2 separate regions of the Bos taurus genome follow, and region 2 is linked to region 1. A link is a contact called in public Hi-C data. All regions are on one chromosome and are shown on one strand. The core of a region is the stretch at or near the end of the contact, and the rest is flanking DNA. Distances in the headings are between cores, read along the strand shown.

What was found. Hi-C and Micro-C count contacts between places; a contact is called where the count stands out from the background.
Region 2: a Hi-C map of an unstated tissue shows a contact between it and region 1, with 2.7 times the contacts expected there. The contact joins the promoter of CERCAM here to the enhancer-like site in region 1. A contact is called at or near these places in 2 of 11 Hi-C or Micro-C datasets (blastocyst and an unstated tissue).

The regions. Positions count from the first base shown.
Region 1 is chr11:98,891,893-98,894,950 of ARS-UCD2.0, forward strand. No RefSeq gene overlaps it. Among named protein-coding and RNA genes, the nearest start is that of SWI5, 10 kb to the left of the region's middle. Within about 2 kb of position 1,654, at least 17 of the 102 cell types and tissues checked have an H3K27ac peak or open chromatin away from gene starts, as enhancers often do.
Region 2 is chr11:99,004,109-99,007,166 of ARS-UCD2.0, forward strand. CERCAM (cerebral endothelial cell adhesion molecule) reads left to right here and starts at 1,449. Exons shown (of 13, transcript NM_001102035.1): 1 at 1,449-1,657. The coding sequence starts at 1,461. It also overlaps the pseudogene LOC112448915.

The DNA of each region.
Region 1 (3,058 bases), core at 404-2,903:
ATGCAGAGTACATCATGAGAAACGCTGGGCTGGAAGAAGCACAAGCTGGAATCAAGATTGCCGGGAGAAATATCAATAACCTCAGATATGCAGATGACACCACCCTTATGGCAGAAAGTGAAGAGGAACTAAAAAGCCTCTTGATGAAAGTGAAAGTGGAGAGTGAAAAAGTTGGCTTAAAGCTCAACATTCAGAAAACAAAGATCATGGCATCTGGTCCCATCACTTCATGGCAAATAGATGGGGAAACAGTGGAAACAGTGTCAGACTTTATTTTTTGGGGCTCCAAAATCACTGCAGATGGTGGCTGCAGCCATGAAATTAAAAGATGCTTACTCCTTGGAAGAAAAGTTATGACCAACCTACACAGCATATTCAAAAGCAGAGACATTACTTTGCCAACAAAGGTCCGTCTAGTCACTGCTATGGTTTTTCCTGTGGTCATGTATGGATGTGAGAGTTGGACTGTGAAGAAAGCTGAGCGCCGAAGGATTGATGCTTTTGAACTGTGGTGTTGGAGAAGACTCTTGAGAGTCCCTTGGACTGCAAGGAGATCCAACCAGTCCATTCTGAAGGAGATCAGCCCTGGGATTTCTTTGGAAGGAATGATGCTAAAGCTGAAACTCCAGTACATTGGCCACCTCATGCGAAGAGTTGACTCATTGGAAGAAAGACTCTGATGCTGGGAGGGATTGGGGTCAGGAGGAGAAGGGGACGACAGAGGATGAGATGGCTGGATGGCATCACTGACTCGATGGACGTGAGTCTGGGTGAACTCCGGGAGTTGGTGATGGACAGGGAGGCCTGGCATGCTGCAATTCATGGGGTTGCAAAGAGTCGGACACGATTGAGTGACTGAACTGAACTGAACTGAACCTTATCTTCAATTTCAAAACTTACTAGAAAGTAAGGACACTTCTCCCTAGTCTACTAAAACGCCTGCCTTTTCACATTTTGTCGTATTTTCTTTTGTTTATGTCTTCGTCAACTAGCTTGTGGGATCCTAATTTCCCAGCCAGGGATGAACCCTGGGCCCCTGGGCAGTGAGCACGCAAAGCCCTAACCACTGGACAACCAGGGAATTCCCCCTGTCTCTTTGCAAATTATAGATCTCTAACAATTATGTGTTTGTTTTCTTTTTTTTTTTTTAAGACTGTATTTTGTTCGTTTGTCTTTGGCTGCACTGGGTCTTCGTTGCTGCCCATGGGCTTTCTCCAGTTGCAGTGGCTGGGCTTCGTGTCGCGGTGGCTTCTCTTGTTGCAGAGCACGGGCTCTAGGCACATGGGCTCAGTAGTTGCAGTACACGGGCTGTTTCCCCAGGGCTTGTGGGATCTTCCTGGGTGAAGGATCGAACCCGTGTCCCCTGAGTTAGCAGGAGGATTCTCAACCACCGGATCACCAGGGAAGTCCTGTGTGCCTGTTTTCTGATGATTGCCCTGAGTTGTATTTCTTCCAGAAGGCAATATAAGGCACTAAGGTAGGTTCCAAGTTCTCCAGTTGAGAAGGACTACACCGCCAGTCCTCCAGAGACTTCTGCATTTGGGGCCAATTTTAAAGGCACCCTTGGCTTGGAAAGTATAACCCAGGTCCCTTTGTGTGAGGTCAGCACTCCCAGGTGTCATGGTGGGAAGAGGCCTCAAGGGGGCAGTGTCTACTCAGAGATATGCCCAACTGCCAGGGATGCTGCCTCTAGAAGGGCCCTGGCTGGGAAGGTCCTACCAAGCCACTGGCCGCAGATCCTCAGAGTGCCCCACAGAGAAGAGGGGGTTCTCTGTGGCAGCACTCCCCCGCCCCGAGTCTGAAGTGATCCCAACTGTCATCCCAGGCAGTAGGGAGCCAACTGGTGGTGGAATGCAGACAGTGACGGGTGCCATTGTTCAGAATGTGCCCAGATGGTGCTAGGGAATAGGCTGCAAAGGACAATTGACGCTGTGAGTGTGGAAATGTTGTTTGATCATCTCCAGTGTAAACCTTACCCCAAAACATTTGTCATTTGACATGTCCACTGGAATTCAAAACACTAACAAAGGGCAATCTGTATTTTCATCCCTGAGGGCTGAAAGGGGTCATTTCCAGGCAGCCTGACCTCACCAATGCAGTGTCACCAAACAGTAGGACACTTTGGGGAGGGGAGGAAGGCCAGATTGGGGCCCTCCTCTATGGGAGAATGGAGCCTGTGGGGCCCCAGGCTTGATGCTTGGACCCAGTGTGATGAAAGCGCTGGTTACCGTCAGGCATGTGGGTAGCCAATCAGGGGAAAGGTGACAACCACCACCCAAACCAGTCAGAAGCTGAAGGTTTCCCCAGAGCAGGGTTGATAGCAGTAACAACCTAACACTTCTGAAACCCTTTGGATCAGCTGGGAGATAAGAACTTGTCTCCAGCACCTCCCCACCAGACTGCCAGGAGGCAAGTGTCCCCATTTCCAAACTGAGGCTCCAAGGGGTGGAGCAACTTGCTCAAGGTCACAGACCCAAGAAGCAACCAAACTGTCTGGCTCCAAAGCCTAGCCGATGGTGGGCTGTCCTGCCTCCCAGCTGAGTCTCACCAAAGGTCACGCATTAACAGAAGGAGTCAGAACTTGAATCCAGAACTCTGAGCCTTTAAGCCCAAGGTCTTAGCCACAGATCTCTGCTGCGCTTCTTAAAAGTTGTACCTGGGACTTCCCTGCTGGCGCAGTGAATAAGAATCCACCTGCCAAAGGAGGACACACGGGTTTGATCCCTGAGCCACAACTACTAAGCCTGAGCTCTAGGGCCTGCGAGTCACACACTGAAACCTGTGTGCCTAGAGCCTGTGCTCTGCAGCAAAAGAAGCCACCGCAATGAGAAGCCCTCGTGCCAAAACTAAAGACTGTGCAAAGCGACATAGACCCAGCATGGCCATAAATAAATAAATATTAAAAAAAAGAAAAAGAAAAGGTTATACCTGCCCAAGTGCTTCCCAGGTCGCGCTTGTGGAAAAGAACCTCCCTGCCAATGCAGGAGACTTAAGAGACATGAGTTCAATCCCTGGGTCAGGAAGATCCCCTGGAGGAGGGCATGGCAACCCACTCCAT
Region 2 (3,058 bases), core at 199-2,698, 110 kb after region 1:
TGGAGTGGGTTGCCATTTCCTTTTCCAATGCATGAAAGTGAAAAGTGAAAGTGAAGTCACTCAGTCGTATCCAACTCTTAGCAACCCCACGGACTGCAGCCTACCAAGCTCCTCCATCAGTATTCTGGCCTGCAGAATTCCATGGACTGTATAGTCCATGGGGTCGCAGAGTCGGACACGACTGAGCAACTTCCACTTCACTTCACTTCTAAGCCACCTCGAAGTCACTCAAGTTGCGGGTGGGGATAGAAAGAAGCAACCATGCAAGGGGAGGGACTCATTTACCCATGATGTTTTGGGGAAGGGACCACAGGCCTTCCATCGTGGGGCCACCTGGGTGAGGGGCTGAATGGAAGGAGAGCCTGTCTTCCAGCCCCAGGAATTCTTCTCCCCTGCCAGGCTCCATGCATAGAATTAAAGTGCATTCACACACTCAAGGAATCCTTGCTAGATGGGCGCTATTACAGCCCAATTCTACGCAGGAGGCCCTGAGGCTCAGGAGAAAAGTGACCTACCTGCCTGAGGTCGGTGGCAAAGGAGCTAGACCCCACCACTGGTGCCTCCAGGGCCCTCCTTTTCCCTAAGAGAGGCTGGAGACTCAGCAGAGGCCTCAGGACCCCGACTCTGACCAGACACCGGAGTCACCCTGCTTTGGAGGGGGGGTCTGGGACACCATGAGGGGGCCGTGTGGTGCCCCTTGTTCTACACTCAGTCTAAGAGCAGGCTTTGCTCTCCTAAAGGCCCGGAGCGGTGCTGGTGCTGGCGACGGAGGCGAGGACGATGACGAGCGGGAGACGCCAGGCTCGGACCGCGGCAGGATGGCACGCCCAGGTCAGGGGGACCACCCCACCTCCCCTCACCCCTTCGCGGGTCTGGCTCTGCGAAGTTCTGTCTGGACCCGCTAGAGGGCGCCCGGGGGCGGGGCGGCCGAGGGGCCGGGAGCCCGGGAACCCGGGAAAGGGCCGTGGCGGTGTCGCCGGGTCCGCACGCAGCTCAGGTCCGAGGGTCGGACGGATGGCCAGGCAGTACGGATTCAGGGGCGTTGAAGGAATCTGTGAAGCCGGATTCCGGGGATTGCACGCCTCAGAGGGGAGTCGTAGTCGAGTATTCTGAGACGCCACGGAGGGCTCGGAAGCCGTCGCCCCACGACTCTCCAGCTGGGAAGAGGCTGCTCCCGGATCGCGTCTGGGGCGGGTGTCCGGGCCCTGGTCCTGCGATGCCCCGGGCCGAGAAGAGGACATCTGAGAATCTATGGATAGGGATGGGGAGGGGAGTGGGAGCCCATTCTTGGGAGGGGGTAGTACATCCCCCCACCCCACTCCTAGCCCGCCTCGGCCCCGCCCTGGGCCCAGGCCCCGCCCCGGGCCCCGCCCCGGGCCCAGCGGCACCGCCCACTCCCCTCGGCGCGGCCGGGAGCCCCGGGGGCCGCCGCCGCCGCCGCCGCCGCCCGAGCGCCCGCCATGCGCGCTGCCCCCGCCGCCCCGCTGCTCCAGCTGCTGCTCCTGCTGGGGCCGCGGCCCGAGGCTGCGGGAGTCGCGGAGCCGCCGCTGCCCACTGTGGTCCTTGCCATCTTGGCCCGCAATGCCGAGCACTCACTGCCTCACTACCTGGGTGCGCTGGAGCGGCTGGACTACCCCAGGGCCAGGCTGGCCCTCTGGTGAGATAGACCCTGGCGTTGGCACCCACTGGGCATCTACCCCCCCAACCCCACCACCGACAGCCTGGGCTCCAGCTGGCCCCATCTGCTCCCTGCCCAGACACCACCCAGACAGGCCCCTCCCCTCGCAGACAGGCCCTCCAGCAACCCGAGCCCCCTGGCGGGTCCCCTTGTCCCCTTGGCCCTGCAGACTGACCTTGGAGGCCTTGGGTTGGCACAGGGACCCCCATCCCTCATTCTGGCCTCTGCTCCTCCTTCAGGACCTCCTCTAGGTGTAAGTTGGGCCCAGCCCCTCTTGCTCCAGCCCACCAGAGCTGAAACTTAAGCCTTGGGACCTGGGGTTGGCCTGACAGAGTGGAGCCAACAGGAGCAGCTGGCGTCCCCTGGGGCCCTATGTAGCAGAGTTCAGCAGGCCTGGGAGTTCCTGGGGAGCCCGTAGGGGTGCTCTCAGCCCTGGGCTCCATGCTGCTCTTTGGGGGGATAGTGTCACACCCGCTTCCCCTTCCCCAGGCTGGTTCCAGCCTCTCTCAGAAGAGGGGCTGAGTCCTGCTGGCCAAGGGCAAAGCCCCTTCCTGCCATCTCTCCCCCTAGGTGTCCCCACAGGGCCCTGGAATTAGAGGCCACAGTCTGTGGAAGCCAGAACAGGGAGGAGTCCCAAGCTGAGGCTGGGGATAAACTGAGAGAAGTGACCAAACTACCCTCCTCAACTCACCAGAATTGGGCTGGGGGTGGAGTTGTGGCCTGGGGAGGCCGCCCACAATTGCCAGTCCAGGAGTTTAGTCAGTTCCCACCCCCAAAAGACTTGACACGTAGTTAGTCTTCAGTTCTGGAGACTTGGCTTAAAGGGGCAGCATCACCGAAAACCTGGGCTCTTGGCTAAGGCCCCCTCGCCCAGCTCTGTCATGAGAGCTCCTTCGGAGAGGCTGTGCTAGGTGACCTTGGAGCTCAGGCCCATCAGATCTTCTCAGGGATGCTCAGAGTGTGGTTTGGTCCTTATTACAACTTCCTGGTGGAGGGAAGCAGCAGCTCCTCTGTCCAGTCCTGACTCAGAGAGGGGAGAGGACTAACCTGAGGTCACACAGCAGGGAAGGAAGAAAACCAGGGAATATGGCAGGTGTGTTCCTCAAAGTTGAGGTTCTTCTCATCTTTCAAAATGTATTTGAGTGGCTGCAGACAGCCTCCTGGGGAGCATGTGCAGCCTGTTGCCTATCCAGGTTGCCTTAAGGAACCCTGGAGACAGCCCTTTCCAGTGGACATTCATGACTGGCAAGCTGTCCCCAAATCTAGGCTTCAGACTGGTAAGTGTGGCAAAAAGCCCCAGGACACAGTGGCCAGGGTCCACACTGGCCAAGTCGTAATGCCTGTCCATACCAAGCTTCTGAACAAGGAACATGTGACTGA